2 separate regions of the Xenopus laevis genome follow, and region 2 is linked to region 1. The links are chromatin contacts, called in public Hi-C maps. All regions are on one chromosome and are shown on one strand. Each heading gives the region's core, a stretch centred on a gene start, on an enhancer-like site or on the middle of the called end of the contact. The rest is flanking DNA. Distances are from core to core; before and after follow the strand shown. Region 1 overlaps LOC108702751 (disks large-associated protein 4). Region 2 overlaps LOC108702751 (disks large-associated protein 4).

The links. Hi-C and Micro-C count contacts between places; a contact is called where the count stands out from the background.
Region 2: a Hi-C map of the XL177 cell line shows a contact between it and region 1, with 4 times the contacts expected there. The contact joins two enhancer-like sites. A contact is called at or near these places in 3 of 4 Hi-C or Micro-C datasets (the XL177 cell line, the XTC cell line and animal cap).

What each region holds. Positions count from the first base shown.
Region 1 is chr9_10S:33,608,423-33,615,590 of Xenopus_laevis_v10.1, forward strand. It overlaps LOC108702751 (disks large-associated protein 4), which reads right to left. Exons shown (of 13, transcript XM_018238399.2): 13 at 6,975-7,168. Among protein-coding and RNA genes, the nearest start is that of tgif2.S, 20 kb to the left of the region's middle. Within about 2 kb of position 1,384, at least 2 of the 7 cell types and tissues checked have an H3K27ac peak or open chromatin away from gene starts, as enhancers often do.
Region 2 is chr9_10S:33,655,895-33,662,770 of Xenopus_laevis_v10.1, forward strand. The region is part of intron 7 of LOC108702751 (disks large-associated protein 4); the gene reads right to left. Among protein-coding and RNA genes, the nearest start is that of LOC108702751, 54 kb to the right of the region's middle. Within about 2 kb of position 4,072, at least 1 of the 7 cell types and tissues checked has an H3K27ac peak or open chromatin away from gene starts, as enhancers often do.

The DNA.
Region 1 (7,168 bases), core at 134-2,633:
CTGCCGGGGCCGGTATTACAAATTTACCGGCAATGTAGCTGCCGGTAAATTTGTAATAAGATCAAAAGGAGCCCTCGCCTGCTCCCAATCCCCTGCAATTTACCTTTTTCTTTGCCTCTTCTAGCGACCGCGGGTCTCCATCGCGTGGCCCAGCCCTTTTTGACATCACACCCCACCCCTTTTGACGTCACGCCCGCCCTTTTTGAGGTCCCGCCCCCCCAACAGCCGGTAAAAAAAATTATAAAAGGTGGCAACCCTGTGCAGCACACACATTTGTGTATCACATATCCATTCAACCACAGCCACATTTATTTTTCCTTTATATATTTCCCTCGCACAGGCACAATACACTGGAAAAGTGTGACCTCAGAATTTCATGACACCAATATTATATAACAGACACCCTGTGGCACTTAGATTTTCATAGCACAATGACACAGTGTGGGTCCAGCGTTTCATGACAGACACAATGTGGCCCTAGTATTTCAGAACACAGATGTAGCACCAGCATTTTATGACAGGCTGGCCAGCAGCACTTCATTCCAGAGGTTACTGGCACTCCAAGAGCATTAAACGGTAGAGGGGGTCTGGTCGTGGGCCCACTGGGTTTTTCCCGGTGTCCCGCCGGGTCAGTCTGACCCTGTGCACGATTACTGAAACACAATGTGTGTAATGACTGAGTGAGGCATTGGGTACTGGCACCCCAAGCATACTACATTCACTGAGAAGCAGTGAACACAGGAACCCAAGCACATTATACAGTGAATCTTTAGAATTATGCTCTAGCAGGCAGGTGTTAACAATGTGCATTCCAGAAAGAGTAACACAGACTGAAAAGCAGCCCCTTCGCTCATGTCTGCAGTTTTCTGTGTCTGCACCAGGAGCCAATGCATCAGGCCAGACACATGGAGTAATGGATTTCTGTGGAGAAGTGCATACTTGTACATTTCATTGCCAAAGTCCGCTCCATGTGTCTGCACCCAGGTCAATGGCCAGAGGGTTTCTTTATCGGCCTGCACTTATATGCAGAGAGTCTGTCCATTGTGGCATTAGCCTAAAAGAAATGTGTCAATTTCAGGAATGTGTTAACTACTATCAGTCTTTAGCTATTGTAGACAACTCAACAGGCTAGAGCAGTGATCCCCCACCAGTGGCTTGCGAGTAAACCCCAGGGACTTTTTTTCATGCTTGTAGCTCCCCAACTCTTTTTACATTTGAATGTGGCTCACTGAAAAAAAAAGGTTGGGGACCCCTGGGCTAGAGCAACAGAAGGTGGGTTACAATTGAGTCACATAGCAAGACGCCTTTAACACCTACATCCCTTGTATCAGCTGTGAACCCAATCTTGCTGGTTTTATTTTGTAAACACACAGAGAGGCTTTAGGGTATTCATTCTGTCAATGTCAGACTGGGGGCTCATGCCTCCTTTGTTTGCCTTCCCCTGGTTTAAGCCAAAAAAAAGACAATGATCCGTGCCTTTGTTACGCCGTATCGCTGCATACGTTTTCCAACACAGGAAGGTAATGCTAAATACAGTACAAGCATGACTAGCTGCCTGGGGAAACAATCGGCTTGGCAAGATGGGGTTTCTATGGAGATCTTTTACATTACTGAGGGCAATAATTAGTAAGGTGACTGTAATATTACTCACCGTTTCTCACTACTGGCTCCTTTCATTACATGTGCTACCTTGTTGGATTTGCTCTGTATTGAGCTTTATCAGTTGCAGGTGCATTAAATCATTATCTTTATTATATTCCCCAATTCCCATTATAATAGGATTAAATGAGGCACGTGAGCATTACAGGACATTGCTAACCTTGTTCCACACAGCCTGTTGATTGTGATCGCACTGGTTAAATTCAGTTCTTACTGACTTATCAGTACCTAAAACACTCTTCATACACTTTGCTTGGTTAGCTTGAGATCTGACATGTTTTTGGCACTTTGTAAGCTGCATATAATAAAGCACAGAGGCCTGTATTCCCCCAGTGAATACAGCACTAATTTTGCTTGGTAGTGCTGTATTCATGAGGTATGGGGGCACTTAGGCATCCCACCTCCTGCTACCCTAACTTGTGCGTTGTTCTGGCACAGACGTTTGAGAGCACTGGCAGATGCCGGCCACAATGGACTCCTGTCCTTATCATCCGCTGTAAGACCTGGACTTGTGCCTGCTGACGTTGCATTCTGCAGCAAGGTCTTCAAGGCAGCCAGACACCTGACAGACCAGTGTCATAGTAAATGGCATCTTATGTTGTGTACCAGATAAGAAGCTGCAAATGGATATGCATTTGCTGTCAGCAAATGTCTTACAACACTGTTATGCTCTGCTACGACCCAGGGCACTTCCACCCATATCGGAATGTGAGAGGGTTTATAGGTCTTCTCAGTTCATTCATTTGGATGCAGATTATGGGCAGCTGGAGAGGTTTACCAAAACTAGTGACTCTTGGAAGAGTTGACATGTCTGCCCAATGTATAATTGAGTTAAAAGTGATGCTCAGCTCCTTTATTAGAGCAATACAGTGCATCCTTACCGTAGAACAGGCACCACACAGCATAAAGTAGAAGCAGGAAGTTCTGATTGAGCTTCGGCCACTCTGCTGTTTTCTCTATGATCGAGTTGATACATTGTAGTCTCAGAAAATAGTCCTGCGCTGAACCAATTTTTGAAACCCGACCCACAACCCGCATTCTTACCCGCTTGGACCCGCTAGTACTTTATCCACAATGCGATCTGCTGACCATCAAGAGAAAGGAAGTGCTGTCATAAATTAGAAGTGACATCATTAGATGTAGGCGTGATCATAAAAGGGAAAATTGTATCATACTTACCGTGATTTTCCTTTCCTTGACGTACTCCATATCGGTACTCTCCGGGATATCCCCACCCCCCATCAGAAGGACCCTCCCCAAAGCTTTAAAAGCCACTCCCACCCCAACATGGCGTCTTTGTACCAAGCTTTAAGACAACCATTGTAGAAGGGATGGGAACGTGCTGATATGGAGTACGTCCAGGAACGGAAAATCACTGTAAGTATGATACACTTTTCCCTGGACATACTCCATAACCGTACTCTCTGGGACATAGCAAGCTTAATGCCCAGTTGGGAGGGAACTAGGCTCTAACAGCCTCTTGGATAATATTGTAATAACTTACTGTTTTGGAGTACAGTAACTTGTCATACTATCTGCTCCAGGTGCAGAACCTAGTAATGTACAGGCGACATTATAGGATTAGCTGATCTCAACTGCAACCTAGAGGAAGAGAGTAATGAACAATGATACTCTGGAGAAGAAAATCCTGCTAGGACCTAGTCCTACACAAGGAAACTCACAGCAAGAGTGACCCCAAAAAAATATTGCTTCCAATGGAGCAAGGAAAACAGAAGAAAATTACGCCATGGTGGGGGTTGGAGTGGCTTTTAAAGCTTTGGGAAGGGTCCTTCTGATGGGGCATGGGGGGCGGGGATATCCCGGAGAGTACTGATATGGAGTACATCCAGGGGAAAAGTTTTTAAAACATAGGTAAAGGAGTAAAACTCACTACTGAGAAGACCCGCACCCGACCCATGACCTTCAAACCCGCAGAACCACTGGCCCACGTCTGTACCTGCACCTGAAAGTTGTACCCACAGGTTAAACGCTATTTTGCGAGTAACCCGCAGGTACCCAATCTGCTGCAGGAATCTACTAGAAAATGCACTCACATGGCTCTGTATGGAGGGATCTAATGGTATGTGTTTTAACAAACCGATTTTTGTGGGCGAGGGGCGGGGCTGCAGCAGGGACACAACTATAGAACAAACAGCCCCTGTAAAGGCTGGAGGGCCCAGAGGTATAGGGGCCAACAGAGCAACGACTGATAAGTGGTTTCAGTATATATCTAAGAAACAATATCGAATGCTTAAAGAGTCATTCCTCCATCTTTCCCAAGACATAGTACCATTAGTGTCAGCTTGGTCTCAAAACTGCGTGTACTAGGATTTCCTTAAGCATGGTATAGGTGCTACATTATGCTCTGTCATACTGCCAGCGTTTTCATTCAAGATATTCTAAGGCAATCACGTTAAAGTAACATGTAAACATTTTGTTCTGAGGGTTACAATGTCGGCAGCAAGGACTTCAATACATTGGGCAACTAGGGATATGTGGGCACATCTGTTCTTGTAGCATGGTAACTTTGGCTGTACCCATGGTTGAGTCTAGTCTTGGATCTTCAAAAGCCCCTTTAGAGTAGGCTAAGAAGCAGTGCTACTTAGAAACCAGATTATTGTAGCACCCAATTCTGGATAGTAACATAGAGCAACTTTGGAAATACAACCCTTTCCATTGTGACTCTATAGAACCAACCAGGCAGAGGCACTTCTTGGCATTTTGCTTTCCAATGAAGCAACCCCAATGCTTCCCTGTCATGTATTCAGAGGGGTTAGGAACTTCAGCTATGTAAAGACAGTGCAAATAGGGTCTTCTGCATTAAAGGAACAGTAACAACAGAAAATGAAAGTGTTTCAGAGTAATGGAAATATCACGTACTGAACTGGTACAACTGATCTGTTTGCTTCAGAAACACTACTATAGTTCATATAAACAAGCTGCTGTGTAGGCACTGTCTGTGATTATGAAAAATTCAGGCCTTGTGCCAGTGCTTCTGTCTGCAGAAAAATGCACTAACTCGGGTCCTAGTCCTGCCAGAATCCTCTTTTAAGTTCCTTTGCAGTGATCAGGGAGAAAGGCACTTTTTGCTGCCCCATGGGAGAAACACCAAGGCAACCACTGAAAACAAAGCTTTCATGTCATTCTAGATTAAAGAATCAGCCTATCCAATTCCCCTGTGTCCCACCAATAGGCTAAGGCTGATGTGAACATGTAATATTGCTTCATGCAAGGTCAAAGCAGGCATTTTAATGCTGATCAGCTCCAGTACCAATTTTAATGGTCTTGGAAGCTTCTTATATTGTTTGTAGGTTAGGTTTTCGTTCTTTTAAAATAACAGTACACCACTTACCAGTAGCCCTAAATATGCTGTGTATTACTTACCTTGTTATTCACAGGCTCATGTGTAGCTTTGTTGCTGCAGACAGTTTCCTTGTCCAGTAGGGGGTGCTCCTGCTATACACCACTGCTCAGACTATTATTTGTACAAAAACTGCCCCATTAAAGATCCTATCTGTCAAGGGCATGTCTAGCAACAAGTACTGAAATGAGACCTAAATCATAACCAAAGAAGTAGGATAGAAATTTTGTACATTGTTTTGGGATTCTGTACCAGCACAAGGCACAACAATTGGCGTCTCTGAAGATGCCCCAGTAGCTCCCCATCTTCTTTGCTGCTGATTCACTGCACATGCTCTGTGCTGCTGTCACTTACTAAGCTTAGGGATCCACTCACAATATACAGTACATATAGAATGGAAATGTCACAATATAAGGTTGATTAATAATTAATACAGATAATTACTTCATGGCAACACATACACCAGTGCAACTAGCATTAGAATGTACTGTAATGATCAGCCTTATAGCATCATCTTATATTACAGACCAAACTAATTTTCTGCTTGATAATTTGCAACAACCCCTAAGTTTAGCTTCTCAACAGCTGCTCAGAGCCCACTGAGCATGTCAGTGTTGCAGACACTTTCCAAGATGGTGATTATTGCTGCTATTGAGCCATATTTATTTTTAGGGTTTAGTTCTCCTTTAAGGTCTGCACGGGCAGATTTAAGCTGCCAATTCTGGTCCTTTAGACCGATTCGGCCAGAAATCATCCAGGTATAGATTGGCAGGTTTGATTTTACCAATGATCAAGGACCACATTGGCTAGTTGATGTGGTCCTAGTCCCCTTGGCACCCATTCTCATAGTTGTAATCCGATCGTTTGGCCTGATATTGCCCTGCCTTTGGTGGGAGCGGATCTTATGGTGTATAGCCACCATTACTGAGGCACTGGTTTAAGGTGGCCATACACAGGCAGATTAAAGCTGCCGACATTGGTCCTTTAGACGGGTCTCCCCGATTGATATCTGGCCAAAAATTGGTTCGAATTTTCTGGCGATCAAGGACCGCATTGTCTAGTTGATGCAGTCCTACGACCCATCGGCACCCATTCTCTTTGTTGTAATATGATTATTTGGCCCAAGGGCCGAACATTGGGATTAACCAGATATCGTCCTTCCATTAGTGGGCATATCGGGGAAAGATCATTTGTGTATGGCCACCTTAAAGGTGGCCATACACAAAGAGATCTGCTCGTTTGGCGATGTCGACAAACGAGCGGATCTCTACCTGATATGCCCACATTGAGGTGGGCGATATTGGGCTGATCTGATCGTGGGCCTTAGGGCCAAACAATCGGATCAGAATGGAGGATAAACGGGCGGTCAGATTGCGGGACCACATAAATGACGGGATTTGTTGTTTTTCTTGGACACCAAAAGGAGACAGATTTAAGATACTAATTTAAATCCTTTAGATCAATCTGGCACCTTGCCTGCCTGTGTTTGGGGGCCCTTTCACTGATATCTGGCCAAAAACAGTCAGATGTTGATTGGGCAGGTCAGATAAAGGACCTCATGTGGATCTTTGCTTTTATTTTTTAATTTGTAGGTGACTGTTCAAATCGAATTGCTGTTTGGTTGCTATGTGCAACATCACCGGTGACATTTGTCTCCACTGTTAATAAATACACTTGGGTACTTCTGTAGAGTAATAGTCTAAGGTCAGGCATGAAGACTGGAAATGTGTATCTGGTCCAGTAACCACAGCAACCAGCCAGGATTCAGCTTGCACTGCTTTAATGCAGTACAAAATAATAAATGCAGCGTTCTGATTTGTGTGCTATGAGTTAACGAGAACTCTAAGGCTAATATGAATGTATTAATTTCCCCATCACAGACTCTATTGCTTTTATTGGTTGCATCCCTAGGAATCCTTTTTTTCCCTCCAAAATTCATTAAAACATGTTTTGCTTTTTTTTTTTTTTTTTTTAATTTATTTTGTTTTTTGTCCTAAAAATGCTGTTTCCACGTGTGTAATACGTGAACTTCAGTCCTGTTCATTGTCATGTGGGGAAGAAACCAGCGAACCTTAGTGATGTCATCGATCAGCGGGGGGCAAGGGAGCTCATGATGTCATCAATGTATACAGATACTCAGCATCAATA
Region 2 (6,876 bases), core at 2,822-5,321, 50 kb after region 1:
ACACTCAATAGTAAAAACCCATGTCCCACTGAGACACATTCAGTTACATTGAGAAGGAAAAACAGCAGCCTGCCAGAAAGCATTTCTCTCCTAAAGTGCAGGCACACATCACATGACCAGGGGCAGCTGGGAAATTGACAAAATGTCTACCCCCATGTCAGATTTCAAAATTGAATATAAAAAAATCTGTTTGCTCTTTTGAGAAATGGATTTCAGTGCAGAATTCTGCCGGAGTAGCACTATTAACTGATGTGTTTTGAAAAAAACATGTTTTCCGATGACAGGATCCCTTTAAGTTACCTATAGCGCTGTTGATCATTTTTCACTAATAGCTCTGCTTTTAATTTTTACTTGAGGTTTTTGAACTGATTATACCTCCTCAACCCTTCAGTTGACAGACTACTGCTGCACAAATATGACAGCCCCTCATAGAGAAACACTGGGGGATCAGACATGCAGAGCTGTCAACACCTCCAATTTTATTGGGGATTTACCAGATTTTCATCTCTGTTCCCCGGTTTCCCATTACTCGGATGCATTCTCCTAAATTCTGATGATCCCTGACAATTTCTAATGATTTGCAGCAAAAAATCGAGTGTGTGCATGGAACATTTCAGTGATATCAGTGGAGCAAAGTTTATATGCTCAGTGTGGTGACAGCTTCAGGAGAGGTTTTGCACATGACGTAACATCATACATATCTCCCAACTATCCCGTTTTTAGAGGGACAGTCACTCTTTTGACAGCTCAACCTGCAGTCCCTCGTTTGTACTGTAAAGTCCTGTTTTCCTCTGCACTGAACAGCCAGAAAAAGAAACAAAGATTCTAACTTAATTGGCTTCTGGCAGAGAGCCCAGAACAGCCACAGCAGCAGATCAGATACTTTTGTTTCGAGATATGCAAAGAATTGTAACAATATAAGATAGCAGGTCCCTTGGGAAAAGTTAGACTAACAGCTTAAAGGGCAATTCACCTTCATTAGCAAAACTGTAATAACTGAAAAAAAACCACAAACTTTCATAATCTGCCAAATTATGTAAAATGAACATGGCAATTATGGGGTGTGGCCACAAAATGGGCATGTTCAAAAAAACGCCACACTACGAGCAGCAACTTTTTTTTGTCCCTCTTTTTAATTCCAAAATGTTGGGAGATATGTGTCCAGTGATGCCACAAATCCAGAAATTTTGAGCGCACCGCATTGTCTCCGTGTAGTAAATTGCAAAAGTTGACAGCTCTGGATTGTAAAAGAATTTGGTCTGCCCTAATGATCAAAACAATAGTGAGTAGCCACACACATGTATAACCCATCTTTTACTACCATCTGTTCATCCTGTGGGTAGATAGAATTGCCATATTTATCCATCAGGAAGGTAGGTTGTACCCCCCCCCCCCCAGTGAATACAGTTGTTGAATGCTGACCTTGTTAATTTCCATATAACGTCCCAACAGCCCTTGCGGTTGTCTGGGACCACATTCATACATGCAGTATGCAGTATAGTAAACTTTCCTTTTATTATATTGTGAATGGGGGTTTAAATCATAGACGTCTGTAAAGCCATGGGAGCAGGCTCTGCTCCTAAAAGTTTCTTGATGTGCCTGCACCTGGAGCCTTTGTGTCGGTCTAAATGCAGGCAACACCAAAATACATACTAACCCATTTCAGCATTCAAATGCACTTCATCTGCCTGCACACAGACCAATGCCATTGCTCCAGTTGCAGGCACATCGAGAAACTTTTCGGAGTGCAATCAGACTGAAAATCAGCCCTCGCGGGCACATGTCCTTCTCTACTGTTCCCATATGGAACCATTGTGGCTCTGGCACAACCTCGCTGATTTCGGTGTAAAGATGCAAAATCTTTGCATTTCTTCATCGAAATGAAGCCCCTCCGTTGTGCGAACGTGCAAACGAACGTGCTTCCAGTGGTGTGCACACGTGAACAAGCGATCTTGCTACCTAGGGGACTAGGGGATTGCTTCAAATAAGTGGAAGCAAGGTCCTGGCTAGGGGTAGGCTATAGAAGAGATACATGTCCGGTGCACCCCCACCGTTGTTACATAGTTAGTTACATAGTTAAATTGTGTTGAAAAAAGACAAAGTCCATCAAGTTCAACCCCTCCAAATGAAAACCCAGCATCCATACACACACCCCTCCCTACTTTTAATTAAATTCTATATACCCATACCTATACTAACTATAGAGCTTAGTATCACAATAGCCTTTGATATTATGTCTGCATTAACTGAATCAGCCATCACAACATCACCCGGCAGTGCATTCCACAACCTCACTGTCCTGACTGTGAAGAACCCCCTACGTTGCTTCAAATGAAAGTTCTTTTCTTCTAGTCTAAAGGGGTGGCCTCTGGTACGGTGATCCACTTTATGGGTAAAAAGGTCCCCTGCCATTTGTCTATAATGTCCTATAATGTACTTGTAAAGTGTAATCATGTCCCCTCACATGTCCCCTTTTTTCCAGAGAAAACAACCCCAACCTTGACAGTCTACCCTCATAATTTAAGTCTTCCGTCCCTCTAACCAGTTTAGTTGCACTTAGTCTCTGCACTCTCTCCAGCTCATTTATATCCCTCTTAAGGACTGGAGTCCAAAACTGCACTGCATACTCCAGATGAGGCCTCACCAGGGACCTAAAAAAAAGGCATAATTATGTTTTCATCCCTTGAGTTAATGCCCTTTTTTATGCAAGACAGAACTTTATTTGCTTTAGTAGCCACAGAATGACACTGCCCAGAATTAGACAACTTGTTATCTACAAAGACCCCTAGATCCTTCTCATTTAAGGAAACTCCCAACACACTGCCATTTAGTGTATAACTTGCATTTATATTATTTTTGCCAAAGTGCATAACCTTGCATTTATCAACATTGAACCTCATTTTCCAGTTTGCTGCCCAGTTTTCCAGTTTAGACAAATCACTCTGCAAAGTGGCAGCATCCTGCATGGAACCTATAGTTCTGCACAATTTAGTATCATCTGCAAAAATAGAAACAGTACTTTCAATGCCCACCTCCAGGTCATTAATAAACAAGTTGAAAAGCAAGGGACCTAGTACAGAGCCCTGCGGTACTCCACTGACAACACTGGTCCAATTAGAAAATGTTCCATTTACCACACTCTTTGTAGTCTATATTTTAGCCAGTTCTCTATCCAGGTACAAATACTATGTTCCCTATGTTGTGCCCTAAACACGTGGTTTTCAGGCTGGTTGGGCTGGTTTTCGGCCTGTGTATTTCAGCAGGCTGATTTTAGCCCCTCTGTTGCACTAGCATAAGGGAGGTTGCAGGCCGAGAATCTGCTGGGTGCCCCAGCAACCTGGCTGGCTACATCACCCCCTGCCCCCACGTCAACGCACTTTGTGCCCTAGGCACATGCCTCTTCTGCCTACCCCTAGTTCTGGAGAACAGAGAAACGTGTGACATAGAAGAGGAAGAGATGGACAATCAACCACCTGCTGCCAGTCGATCGATTAACTTCCGCTCTGGTTGCAGGAATAGGCATCCAAAACACAATGAAATCGCACATACGGATCACAAAGGGCTTGCCTCTCGATGTGTGTGTGTCTTGATAAAACACAACCTTTATTGAGCGATTTAAAAGCACACATACAGTAGAAACGGGCAGCGGAGGGCACGGCTTAATGTGTTTTGTAATCCCCCCCTACGGCAGAACATAGGTCAAGAGTTGGGAACTACTATATTTGTGCTCCTGAGTAATAAAAGTAGAAACCAGGACATACTACTGGCAGTGTAATTTACATCATATACAAAGAGACATATTGTTTTGGGTGGCAAAGTTAGAAAATCGATGTGACAAAAGCTGTTTTGGAAAGCCAGCAGCAGGATATCAGTTTATATTGGAAGACATATTTATAGAAGGAAGACAGAGGCTGGGGTAGCGTTCTGCCTAGTTTCCAACAAGAATGTTGTGTTCAGAAGATGTCATTTCCAGAAAGACATTAATGGGATATAAACAATTCATTGAAGTGCTGCTATAACAGTGCATAGAGGCTGCCGTTTGTGCTTAGCTTGGGAGAACGAAGAGTTAAGATTTAGTAGCAAACAAAGCATTTTATCTTTGTATTCCCAGTGTCACCTCCTCTGCTCAGAATGGTCCCCATAGTGTTATAATTTTCCTTTTCAGGTCTTGTTTTGATCTTGTACATTTGTAGGTATATTTATGAGGATAAAAACAGCTCTTCCAGCAGCTTATGATGTCTTATTTTTAGCTCACCATCACTTATCTGGGGGCATTATATATGCAATTACAGTGTTTTAGATATGACTAATTGCTACCTAGCTGACAGTTAATTTCCCTTTCCAGGTTTTGCAGTAAGTAGGACAACGTTTCTCTGAACAGAAAGTAAAAGAGGATTAACAATATAGTCTGTAAGAAATGACACATACTGTATGCTTGGGCAGTTGGGGTTTGTCTGATTTTGTCATTGTTGTAGCTGGTCTGTTTTAACAAGTAATGTGATCTGCTGATTTTTTGGGAGCTGTGAAAGAAGGAGGTGACAAAAGGGGTAAACTCACCAGTTTTCTACCTCTGGTGTATGATAATAGGGTTATTGTTTAAAATGTAAGCAATGCCCTTTTGTTTTACTCTCCTGCATTTGCCTTGTTGTACTATTCCAAAGTTCTGTTCAATATAGAATGCAAGGCAAAGACTGGGGAGGAAAGCAAGAGTAGGTACTTGGGAGAAAGTCCCATGACTACCATAAAAATGGACAATAGAATGGAACTTGGGAAGATTGGGACACAGTAGACTGGGGGAAGAAGGCACATAAGAAAAAAATGGAATGTAGGGGAAGATGGAGCATGTGGGTTGCAGGTAGGCAATTATATATGGAGAGACAAGAATGGTAAGGAAAATGGGAGAAACTACACATAGAGGGTAAAGGCTTAGAGAAGTGGAGCAACAGTTGCATATATAGCCTTTTTGTAGATTTCCATAAATATGTCCTTTTGTGTATTTTCCCCAAGAGGAAAAATTCTAATGGACTGTTTTCAGATAATGTCCAAATGGCTCTGTGTCAGAAGAGGAGTAAACTATGTCCCCCCCCCACCACCCCATCAGTGTTGGACTGGGACACCGGGGAACCCAGCCGCTCCCCTGCCCAGAATGTAGGCTCACTCCTAACTGGACCCGATAGAGGTGGAGGTATGTATGACAACAGGCACCTAGAAGAGGGCCATTCCCAGTTTGGCCCTGGATGCCCCTGATAATGTTTTTAAATCCTTTTAGTAGACCAAAAGTAAGTCTGATAAAGTACAAGGCTTGATTCCTGTATACCTACAGAGTTCTATATTAGAGTTTGTGTATCTCAATAATGAAGATAGGGAAGCTAACTGATGGTTGCAGTCATGGCTAACTGGAGCGTAACTACATAGGAAGCAGACCCTGTGGCTGCAGGGGGCCCATCAGGTACAGGGGCCTTATAAGGACCTAATTCATATACAATAAAATAAACATTGGTCAAACTTTAAACATTTTAGGGGTCTGGAAAATGATTTGCTTTGGGGCCCATTAACATCTATTTACGCAACTGATGGCTAAAATTGGGTTTCAAAAATGCCTTAAATCAAACGGTTTAGGGTATCATCAGAGGGTCCTGTGATGCTAACCTGACCTTCACAAAAGTAGAATAACGTATTCCCCACAGTACTATTTATTGCTTTTCAGTGGGCTGAAAATAAGATGGACTAGTATAGGTGTACCTCCTGAAAAAAAGGACTAAAAAGGACCAAAATGCTCTCTGCTGAATAATAACAAGTGACAAAAAAAAGCAATTCCAATTCTCTTGCTAAGATTTTCGCACAAAACCACAAAATTAAGACATAACTTGAGCAATTGAGCAATTATTGGTGAAGACTTGCAAATCTTTCCCCTCTGTCCCTTTAATCTTCGAGTGACTGCCTTGGCTATAGGGGTTTAAAGGATATTAATGCATAAGACCTAAGTATCCTTCACAGCAGTCTTGTTGTATTAGATGGATCATTAACTATTACCCTGATCTCGTTTGTGCTGCATTATCATGGCCAGGCAATGGAATAGTGCAATAATAAGCGAACCCATAGATAAATATTAGATCCTGTACAGACACACTAAATCCACAGAATTACCAGTCCCAAATCTGCAACTATGCTGCCCTCTAGCTGATCTATGTAGAATGACAAGGAGCATATTTGCTGTGGTAGATCCAGACATATAATGCTCATTGCTCACCTGCCACATATGAACACACAAGTACATTTGCTTAATACTTTTTGCTTTTTTAATAACTCTTGCTGACTAGTAGTTAGTACAATTGCCAGCGGCCTTAATATATTTTTATCTTAGTAAAATACCTGGCAGATGTCAATCCTAGTGGTAACCCGTTGCTGATTGGTTGCTAGGGGCAAATAAACTGGTTTTAACATCTAGGTTAGTCAATCTGTCTCTGAGAATTGTAAAATTCCATTTCAGAACATATGGCAGTGCAGGAAATATATCTACAGGCTGTAGCTGTCTCAGTGAATCCTTACAAAACAATGGCCTAAGCCATTAAACTCCCCTGGACTAATTCCCAATGACAGACCTATAGCAATAACAGTGGTTGGTGTCCCATTTCCTTACATTAAAATGTCCAAGGGTGAGGGGTTGCATTAATGCTTTCAACATTCTCTTCCTTGAATGCCATGCCAGAAATATTAGCTGCTGAAGCCATAACTTTGCAGGGTGCACTGCTGCTGCTTTTATACAGGTCCATATTAACACCCTGTTGTGCGAGAAAGAAGTCTGCTCTTACTGGCTTTATATGTTATTCAGGCACTTGCTAAAAATATCTGCAAAATTAGAACACTTGGAAAGAG